2 separate regions of the Sus scrofa genome follow, and region 1 is linked to region 2. The links are chromatin contacts, called in public HiChIP or PLAC-seq maps. All regions are on one chromosome and are shown on one strand. Each heading gives the region's core, a stretch centred on a gene start, on an enhancer-like site or on the middle of the called end of the contact. The rest is flanking DNA. Distances are from core to core; before and after follow the strand shown. Region 1 has its middle 64 kb from the start of HTR5A. Region 2 has its middle 32 kb from the start of INSIG1.

Evidence for each region. HiChIP or PLAC-seq counts read pairs in DNA pulled down with a chosen protein or histone mark.
Region 1: an H3K27ac HiChIP or PLAC-seq map of alveolar macrophages shows a contact between it and region 2. The contact joins two enhancer-like sites. A contact is called at or near these places in 3 of 5 promoter capture datasets (fetal liver, fetal skeletal muscle and liver), 28 of 47 Hi-C or Micro-C datasets (adipose tissue, alveolar macrophages, blood and 14 more) and 2 of 2 datasets of contacts at active chromatin or transcription factors (alveolar macrophages and skeletal muscle).

Annotation. Positions count from the first base shown.
Region 1 is chr18:2,967,329-2,971,477 of Sscrofa11.1, forward strand. No RefSeq gene overlaps it. Among named protein-coding and RNA genes, the nearest start is that of HTR5A, 64 kb to the right of the region's middle. Within about 2 kb of position 1,768, at least 3 of the 83 cell types and tissues checked have an H3K27ac peak or open chromatin away from gene starts, as enhancers often do. A contact at or near this core is called in alveolar macrophages, liver and retroperitoneal adipose tissue, where this site is marked.
Region 2 is chr18:2,864,887-2,869,240 of Sscrofa11.1, forward strand. No RefSeq gene overlaps it. Among named protein-coding and RNA genes, the nearest start is that of INSIG1, 32 kb to the right of the region's middle. Within about 2 kb of position 2,700, at least 11 of the 83 cell types and tissues checked have an H3K27ac peak or open chromatin away from gene starts, as enhancers often do. A contact at or near this core is called in alveolar macrophages, liver and retroperitoneal adipose tissue, where this site is marked.

The DNA.
Region 1 (4,149 bases), core at 518-3,017, 100 kb after region 2:
TGATTAGGAATTAACCAGCTAAACAATCGATTTAATTTTTAAAAATTAAAAAATTTGGTCATAAATCCAGCTGCAATTCCACTGTATAACTCATTTTTTTTCCTCTTATCCTTATGGATCCTTTTTTCTTCTTTGCTTCAGTGTATTTTATTGCTCTTTTTCCAGTTTTTTGAGTGAGATGGTAAATTCACGTAATTCCTGCTTTACCAATGTAAATATTTAATTCTCTAAACATGCTTTATTTACATTCCATAAATTCGATCTTGTATTTTCATTATTATTGTTTCCCAGAAATCCTGTAATTTCTTTCTTTCCGTCTTCCTTCCCTTCCTTTCTTCCCTCTCTCCCTCTATACTTCCTTCCTTCCTTCCTTCCGGCCATCCCTGCAGCATATGGAAGTTTGCAGCCTAGGGTTTGAATCGGAGCCGCAGCTGCCTGCCTCTACCACAGCCACAGCCACGCAGGATCCGAGCTGTGTCTGCGACCTACACCACAGCTCATGGCAACGCTGGATCCTTAACCCCCTGAGCAGGGCCAGGGATCGAACCTGGGTCCTTATGGATGCTAGTCTGGTTCATTTCCACATGAACCACAATGGGAATGCCAAAAATTCTGTAATTTCTCTTCGTTTCCCTCTGATGCAAAAGTTGTTTAACAGGGAAGTATAAAATGCCTAGGTGCAGGCCTTTTTCAGTTTTGTGATTTTATCAACCTCTAGTTTTATTTCACTATGATCAAAAATATTTTCTTCATTATCTCTCCATTTTGAAATTAACAGAAATCCTTTTATGGTTTATAACTCGGCTAAGTTTTGTGAATGAAGCTAAAGCAACGGAAACGGTAAAGCCTGGAAAACCATCATAGACCCTTTTTCTCCCCTTAACTTCTTTAAAATACGTGTGGCAGTTGAAAGCAAGGATTCTGGCATCTGGTTGATTAACTATGGAGATGTGACGCATGTGACGGCTGTAAGGTAACAGGACAGGATAAAGACACCAATACAGTTGAGAGGCTTCTGAAGTTAGATGGTAAAATATTAGCTGTACGCAGGCCGTGACGTGGTCGGCAAGCATGTTGTAATCCTGGGAGCAACCGCTAATAACGCAAAAAGACAGAGCCCCAAAAGACGAAAGATCATTTAAAATGGAATACTAAAAAAAAAAAAAAAAAAAAAAAAAAAAGAAAGAAAACTTAAATGACTCAAAGGAGGCTGTTCCCTGGTGGTCTGGTGGTTAGGATTCGGTGCTTTCGCCGCTGCCTCCTGGGTTCGATCCCTGGTCTGGAAACTAAGATCCCCCGAGAAGCTGCTGCACACCGTGGCCAAATTAAAAAAAAAAAATTACTCAAAGGAACCAGGAAAAGGGGAACATGGCCAAAGAGGGAACAAACATCTCCTATGAATCATGCATGTCTGCCTATTTGCCTTGTATTTCTGTACTTTCTGCTTTTTGAACATTTTACAAAACAATGTATTAATATTTAATGTTCACAACTACCACAAACTTTATTATAAAGCATAAGGCTAAAGGGCTCAGTATGCCTTTGCTTTCCTTCATTTTATGTGTTTTGGCTGAAAAACGACCTTGTCTCCTATTAAGACTGAAACCTCAGCCGTGTGTGTGTGTGTGTGTGTGTGTGTGTGTGTGTGTGTCTGTCTGTCTGTCTGTCTGTCAGTCTGTCTGTCTGTCTGTCTTTGGCTAGACTTTGACTTTTCTCCTTGTAAACGCCTGGGTGAATTTTGGCTGCGTCTCTGACTACAACCACAGAGTTGGCTTTGCTCCCTGATGGTAGCAGCCAGCCTCCACCCTGGCCCTCGGGGCCCCCCAACCTCTCGGCCTTCACCCCTGGTGGGGTTTCCTCCAGCATCAGCCGGAGCAGCAGTGCTGGCGGGACTGTTGGCATGGCGGGAGGCGGGGAGGTCTGTTGAGGTGACGCCATCTGATTTTTTTTCCTTTATCTTTTGTCTGGACCCCTAAAGGATTTTCACTTTGTAGGAAACTCTGCAGGGCCGGCCCAGGGCACTGGGTGGCGGGGGGTGGGGGGCTGTCTTCAATCTCAGCCCCTCCTGTCAATCCCCTCTGGCCAAAGCCCGAAGGATGCGGGATTTAGGGAAAACGCCTGGTTTCCAAACCCAGTCTGCTAGGACCAGACAGTCATGTGGCTTCCCTGAGCCCCGCCTGTAGAATGCGTCTAAGAACGTCTCTGGGGCCCCTTGCCCGCAGCTTTCAGGCTGGATCAGACAGGCTAGTGCAGGCGGAAGGCCATGCGAAGTGTCGCTGGGGCCCCATCGCGTGCTCTGCACACAGCCGCGCCTGCGTTCCCACTTGGACTTTCTGCTGCTTTGGCCACTTCATGGAGTCAGAAAAGCTACCCTGGGAGCCTGGGTGTCCTGTGCCCCAACGCAGAATTGTGCATGCATCCCTGTAGATGTCCCTTCAATGGGCTTTGTCTATTTGGGGCGTCTCTCCAAGCTTTGTCCAATTTGGTGATTTCATTAACTTGGCTCCTGAATCTTTGGTCACTGATGAAATTCTGGCCCCTTTAGGGCCCAGGACAGAACTTCAGGGAATGGAGCCTTCCATCCGGGTTGACAGCCATCACTTACCTGAGCTGATTATTCCCATGTGGGTTGCAATTATTCAGCCTTTCCCAAGTGGCCTCATTGATTCTGGCGCCTTCGGCACCACCCTGCCAGCCTGTCTGCCCAGCTCATGCCCATCACCAGGGGGTGCGGCCTGGAGGTTAATTTAGGTTAATTAAGGTCTGATGGTGGTGTCTGCTCCTGGGATGGTGCAATTAGCTGTGTTAATAGCAGGTAAGCCCTGGCTCCTGCTGTTGGAGGTCATTGGCGGCCCCCTTAGCTGGCTGGTCTCTGCCCTCCACATGCCAGCAGCATCCTCCCTCCTCCAGCCTGGACAACCCAAATGTCCCCAGGGGCACACAGTTGCCCTGCTTGGGGACCACCGGCCTGCCCAGTGCTGGCTTGGGGCCCACGCTGCTGGTTCTGCTGTTGACCCTGCTTCAGCGACCACGTGTCACTCCTCCTGGCCTGCTGAGGGGTATCGTGATGCTCGGCTCCCTCGCTTTCCCCCGGTCGGGAGCAAATATGAGGAGAGAGAAAAACCAGCACGGGAGCTGGTTCAGAACTCAGAAAGGCAGAGCAGGGCGGCCATGTCCCCGAGGATGTCCCCTGGGGACCCTGAGCCTGGCTGACACTCCAAACACTGATAAGGATGCCTGGCAGGAAGCAGCAGCCAACCAGAAAGGACTCACCTACGGCCCGAGGCATCGAGGGTGCGTCCTTGATTTCCTGGATGTCAGGATGGTTGGATGGTGAATTTGACGTGTCGGCCTGGTTGGGGCGCCACACCCAGATAGTGAGCTAAACACCAGTCCAAATGTTTCTATCAAGGTATATTTTAGACGAGATTACCATTTAAATCAACAGATTTTGAGGGAAGCAGACTGCCCTGCATAGCGAGGTGGGCCTCGCCCAATCAGTTGAAGGCCTTAAGAGAAAAAGACTGGAGTCCCTGAGGAAGGGAGACCTCTGCCTCCAGACAGCCTTCAGCCCTGGTTGCAGCACCAGCTCTTCCCTGGATCTAGCCTGCCACCCTGCCAGCCTGCCCTGCAGATTTCAGACTTGCCAGCGCCACAGTCACCAGAGCCAATTCCTTAAGACAAATTTCTCTCTCTGTCTCTGACTCTCCATCCCTCTGTCTCACTGTCTCTCTAGATAGATGGATAGATGGATAGATCTCCCAGGCAGGGCTCCTTCCCCCAGCAGCAGGACCAGGTGCCTTCTGAGGCTGCAGGCCTATACCCGGGCTCACATGTCACCTGAGTTTTAAGTCCCCACCTGGGAATCAGCCCTTTGCTGTTGCCCACACCTCCCTCCCTGTCCCCCTGAGGTGCCGCCCTAGCACAGGGCCTCACAGACCAGTGCACCTGCTCCTTGGCGAACACTGGCTGAATTGAGGAAGGACCCAGCCCACAACCAGAGGCCCAAGATGAGTGAAGTGGGGTCTTGTAAGACCCGCAGGCGTCTGGCCCTGACTCCGTGCCCTGAGCCTGGCAGGTGGTCCCTCTGCACCCTGGTTTTCTCCCCCAGCACCAAGAGGAGGCCCTTTGCAGTGCTGACGAAAGGTG
Region 2 (4,354 bases), core at 1,450-3,949:
CCATGGGTGCAGCTGCTGGGGAGCCCCGAGGACACAGGCCCGGAGGGTTGGTCCCTGGCCACTTGGCCCTTTAGGGCTGAGCCATTCTCTGTGGGGCTGTCTAGTGTGTGTGGGAGGACGTGCCACCAGATGCCAGCCACACGACCCCAGGCCCCAGCCGGGACAAGAAAGAGTGGCTGCAGATGGAGCCCGAGGTCCCTGCAGGCCCTGCCTGTGCTTGAGCCCCGGCCTGTAGGGACCCTGGAGGGGCTGGAAGGGGGGTTTGGGGGTGGGGGTAACCCCAGGTGCGGCCTTTGCATCCCAGGCCTGGCCTTGATTTGGCCACAAACTGCTGGGGCAGTGGGCCTCTTGGGGCTGCCCCTGCGGTCATGCTTCTGGCCAGAAACCCATTCCGGGCCCTTTGGGATCAATATCTGGAGTGACATGCTCTCTGGAACCCAGTTATGCCTGTGGCGAGGACACAGGGACAGCAGGGCTGCCTATGGCGACGTGGCTTGCAGAGGCCTCAGGCTGGCCTCCGTGGCCTGGGGGCCTGTGGCAGCTTTGGGGGCCCGGCACCTTTCCCCAGAGTGCTCTTCCTGTTCTCCGTGGCGCCCACGGCCCTCAAACGGTGAGGAGCCACCCTTTCGTGCTGGGCTCAGCTGGGCTCCATCACTCCTCCAGACGAGCGCGGTCTGTCCTTGGCTGCAGAGGGCAGAGCTGTGCAGTGACACAGCGGCGACGTGAGAGGAAAGCCAACCTGGAGTCCGGAGGGACAGGCAGGCAGCAGCGTTTTCCTCCGGTGCCCGAATCGCCAGCCTTTTCTCCATGTTTTCCCCTTACTGATATGAGTTCCAGCTGTTTGCCCCCACGAATGAGAAAGAAGTGTGTTTTTCTTCTTTAATGTGCTTGCAACCAGAGAGATTCATTTAAAATTCGTTCTGGCAGAGGCTGCAGCATCTGTTAGCATTTTTACCTGGGCCCCAGGGGCGAACGTTCCTACCTTGCTGGCTTCAGATGGTCGTGGATCCGCCTGCAGGCCGCGGCAGCTGGAATTAATGCAAGCCCGTTTCCCCCCAGGTCAGCAGACGGATTTGCCAGCCGGACCCCTGAAGCCAGGTGTGCACCCCCGGCTGGTGCCTGGTGCCCCTTCCCATCGTACCCGAATCCTGACAGTGCCCACTGCGTTGGTTCCTCCAGGTCGAGCCCGCAACTGGGAGCCTAGGAGAGTACCCACTTTCCTCCTGGGACGCAGGGGGTGCCCGGCGATCCTGCAGTCCCCAGAAACCCACCAGAGGGAGTTTACAAGGCGAGGCGGCCACTGGTTAAAAACCAGCAGAGTGTAAGGTGGCCGCGGATGGGGCCTGGGTGGATCCCGTGGCTCTTTCTACTGCACTCTTATCTCAATCTTCTGGTGGTTTACGTTTTGGTCACGTACGTGTCATCCTGTTCTCAGACTTTCGTTTTCAGCAATCTGGAAAAAAGGCCCTCAGCCTCAGTCGTCCGTAACCTCCCGTTACATGCAGCTTAAGAAATAGATTACATACAGCATTTTTTTTTTCCAGCATCAAATTTCCATGGAGATTTGCTTTTTAAAAAATATCTAGCTCTGCTGTGTAGAACTAGCAACTATATCTAGTCACTTATAATGGAGCATGATAATGTGAGAAAAAAGAATGTATACATGTATGTGTAACTGGGTCATCATGCTGCATGGTAGGAAATTGACAGAACACTGTAAACTAGCTATAATGAAAAAAAATCATCTTATATATATCTATATCTATAGATATATATAAACCCACGTCGAGCCCTCATTTGATCTCTTAGGAGGGAGTGGGCTGGGGGAGGATGCAGGTGCTGCAGTGGCCACCAGGGGGCGCGGGAAACCCAGGCCTGTCCCGGGATGAAGTCCCTTTCTTCCCATGTGGGTGCGTGTCTGCAGGGGGGTGGCCTGGTTCTAGATGGGGTGCAGGGGCATGAATGGAGAGGGACTGTTGCACAGGAGCCTCTTCTCCTTGAACGCAGCCACCTGGTGTTGCACAGGACACTCTGATGGAAAACGAACCTGCCAGTAGTGGGCGCGCTTCAGAAGCCACGGCAGTGGGAAGTGGTGTTCAGGCGGTGGGTCCTGAGTCACCAAAGAATCACATGTGTCATCAGGAGAAGGGCAGATCTTTCTGGAACCCTGGGTCTGAGGAGTCCCTGGTCAGGCAGGCTCCCCCTCGCTTCCCCAGTGTGTGAGGGGGGCCAGGTCGTGAGGCCTAGGGTTAGGGTTAGGGGGTTAGGGTTAGGGCACTGGCTGTGGGCTTGGTTGTCCAGGTGGACAGGTGAATGAGGTCAGGGCCCTGGGCTTCAGTCCTGGAGACTTTGCCCCCACGGATGTTGGGAACATCTGGGGATGTTTTTCACGGGGAGAGGCCAGGATGCTGCCAACACTGTGGGTTCCAGCACAGCCCACAGCTAACAGGTGTCCAGAGCTGAGGCTGGGGAGCCCGGGTCCTGAGGGACTGCCTGGAGTGGGCCCCCCCGGGCCAGGCGAGCTCAGGCCACCCTCCAGGCCCGTCCCCTGTGCAGCTGCCTCTCCCCTTGGCTCTGGGACACCTGATCTGCCCCTTTCCTCGTGCTTCCTGGATTCCACCCGCCATCACCCCACGCATACCTGCAGGCACCTGCCCTGTGCCAGGCTGGGGTGAGGGGAGAGAGATGGGGTGTTGCCCTTGGCAGCAGAGTTATGCAAGGAGCGGACCCCGTGATGGCTGAGTGGGTGACCAGTACAGGCCTGGACTGGAACCATTGTTCAAAGATAAGAGAGTCACCCTGGGAAAGTGTGGACACTGAAAGCGGAAGTTGAATGTTCTCTGAGAGAGAAGGCATGTGATTTAAGGACGCAATCGTTGCCACACGGAATTGGGGGTGACCGAGAGGGTGCGGTAGGGAAGCAAAGATGAGGGGGGCCTCAGTGGGGACCTTGAACACGACTCCGGTCTTATATGAGCAGGTGGAGCCCATGTGAGCTTCTCGGGGCCGTCGCTGTGCCACAGACAGGCTAGACAACCGGCACTCGTCAGTCCTGGGTCCGAGGTTGGGGTGCTGGCTGCGTTGGGTCCTGGGGAGGGCCGATCCTGGCGATCCTCCAGGGCCGGGGGCCCCCTCATGACCTCACTTAACCCTCGTTACTTCCGGAGAGGCCTGTCTCCAGATGCAACCACACGGGGTGTGGGGGTTCGATGAACAAATCTGGGGACCCAGAGTCTGCGTAACAGGGCAGCAGACCGGACGCAAAGGACCTGCACGAAGTAAAGCAGAGACCACAGGAGAGAGACGGCTGGAAATGGACATCCATGTAAGCCGTGCACTTGCATTCGTGCTAGAATCTGCCTGTTCAGAGACAAAGATGTTTACAGACATGGGGGAGGAGTTCCCATCCTGGCGCAGGGGGTAACAAGTCCGCCTAGGAACCATGAGGTTGCAGGTTCGATCCCTGGTCTTGCTCCATGGGTTAAGGATCCGGCGTTGCTGTGAGCTGTGGTGAAGGCCAGCAGCTAGCTACAGCTCTGATTGGACCCCTAGTCTGGGAACCTCCATATGCCGCGGGTGTGGCCCTAGAAAAGACTAAATAAATAAATAAATAAATAAATAAATAAATAAAGACACGTTACAAATAAACATAACGACACAAGTGAACTTGCGGGGAAGGAAGAGAGCTGACCGACGTGGGGTGGGGTGGGGGGACTTCCAGTCCCGACCCTCCACGTTCACCGTGCAAGTCCAACCTCCGCAGCTCGGAAGGAGACCCGACTTGGAGAGACGGTGTGTACCGAGGCGGCAGAGGCACGGTGAGGTTGCTGGGGTGGCCCTCACGCACTTAATGACCCAGTCTTTACCATTGGCTTTGGGGGTGGTCGTGAGGGCGCGGCAGGGAAGCAAAGACGCGGGGGTCTCTCCCGGTGTCCTCCTGTAAAGGGGAGGTTTGGACACGGGCACACACGCAGGGAGACCCCGGGTGGAGACGAGATGGCCGTCTGTGAGCCTTGAGAGAGCCTTCGGGAGGAACCCACCCTGCCCACGCCTTGACCTCAGACTTCCGGCCTCCAGAACCCGGAGACTTCCCGTTTCTGTTGCTTAAGCTGCCCAGTCTGTGGTGCTTTGTTCCCACAGCCCTCGCGAATGACTCACCTGTCTTGGGCTTTTGTTTTTACTGTTTTGTGGACTTGTGTGTGTGGAGGAATGGAAGAGACCTGAACACATTCACAGGCTGCTGGACAGGCAGAACCTAGAAGTACTGGTGAGATACGTGTGACCCAGCCCATGCTGGAATGTTACGCAGCCCTGAAAAGGAAGGAAATCCTGACACCGGCCACCGCATGGCTGA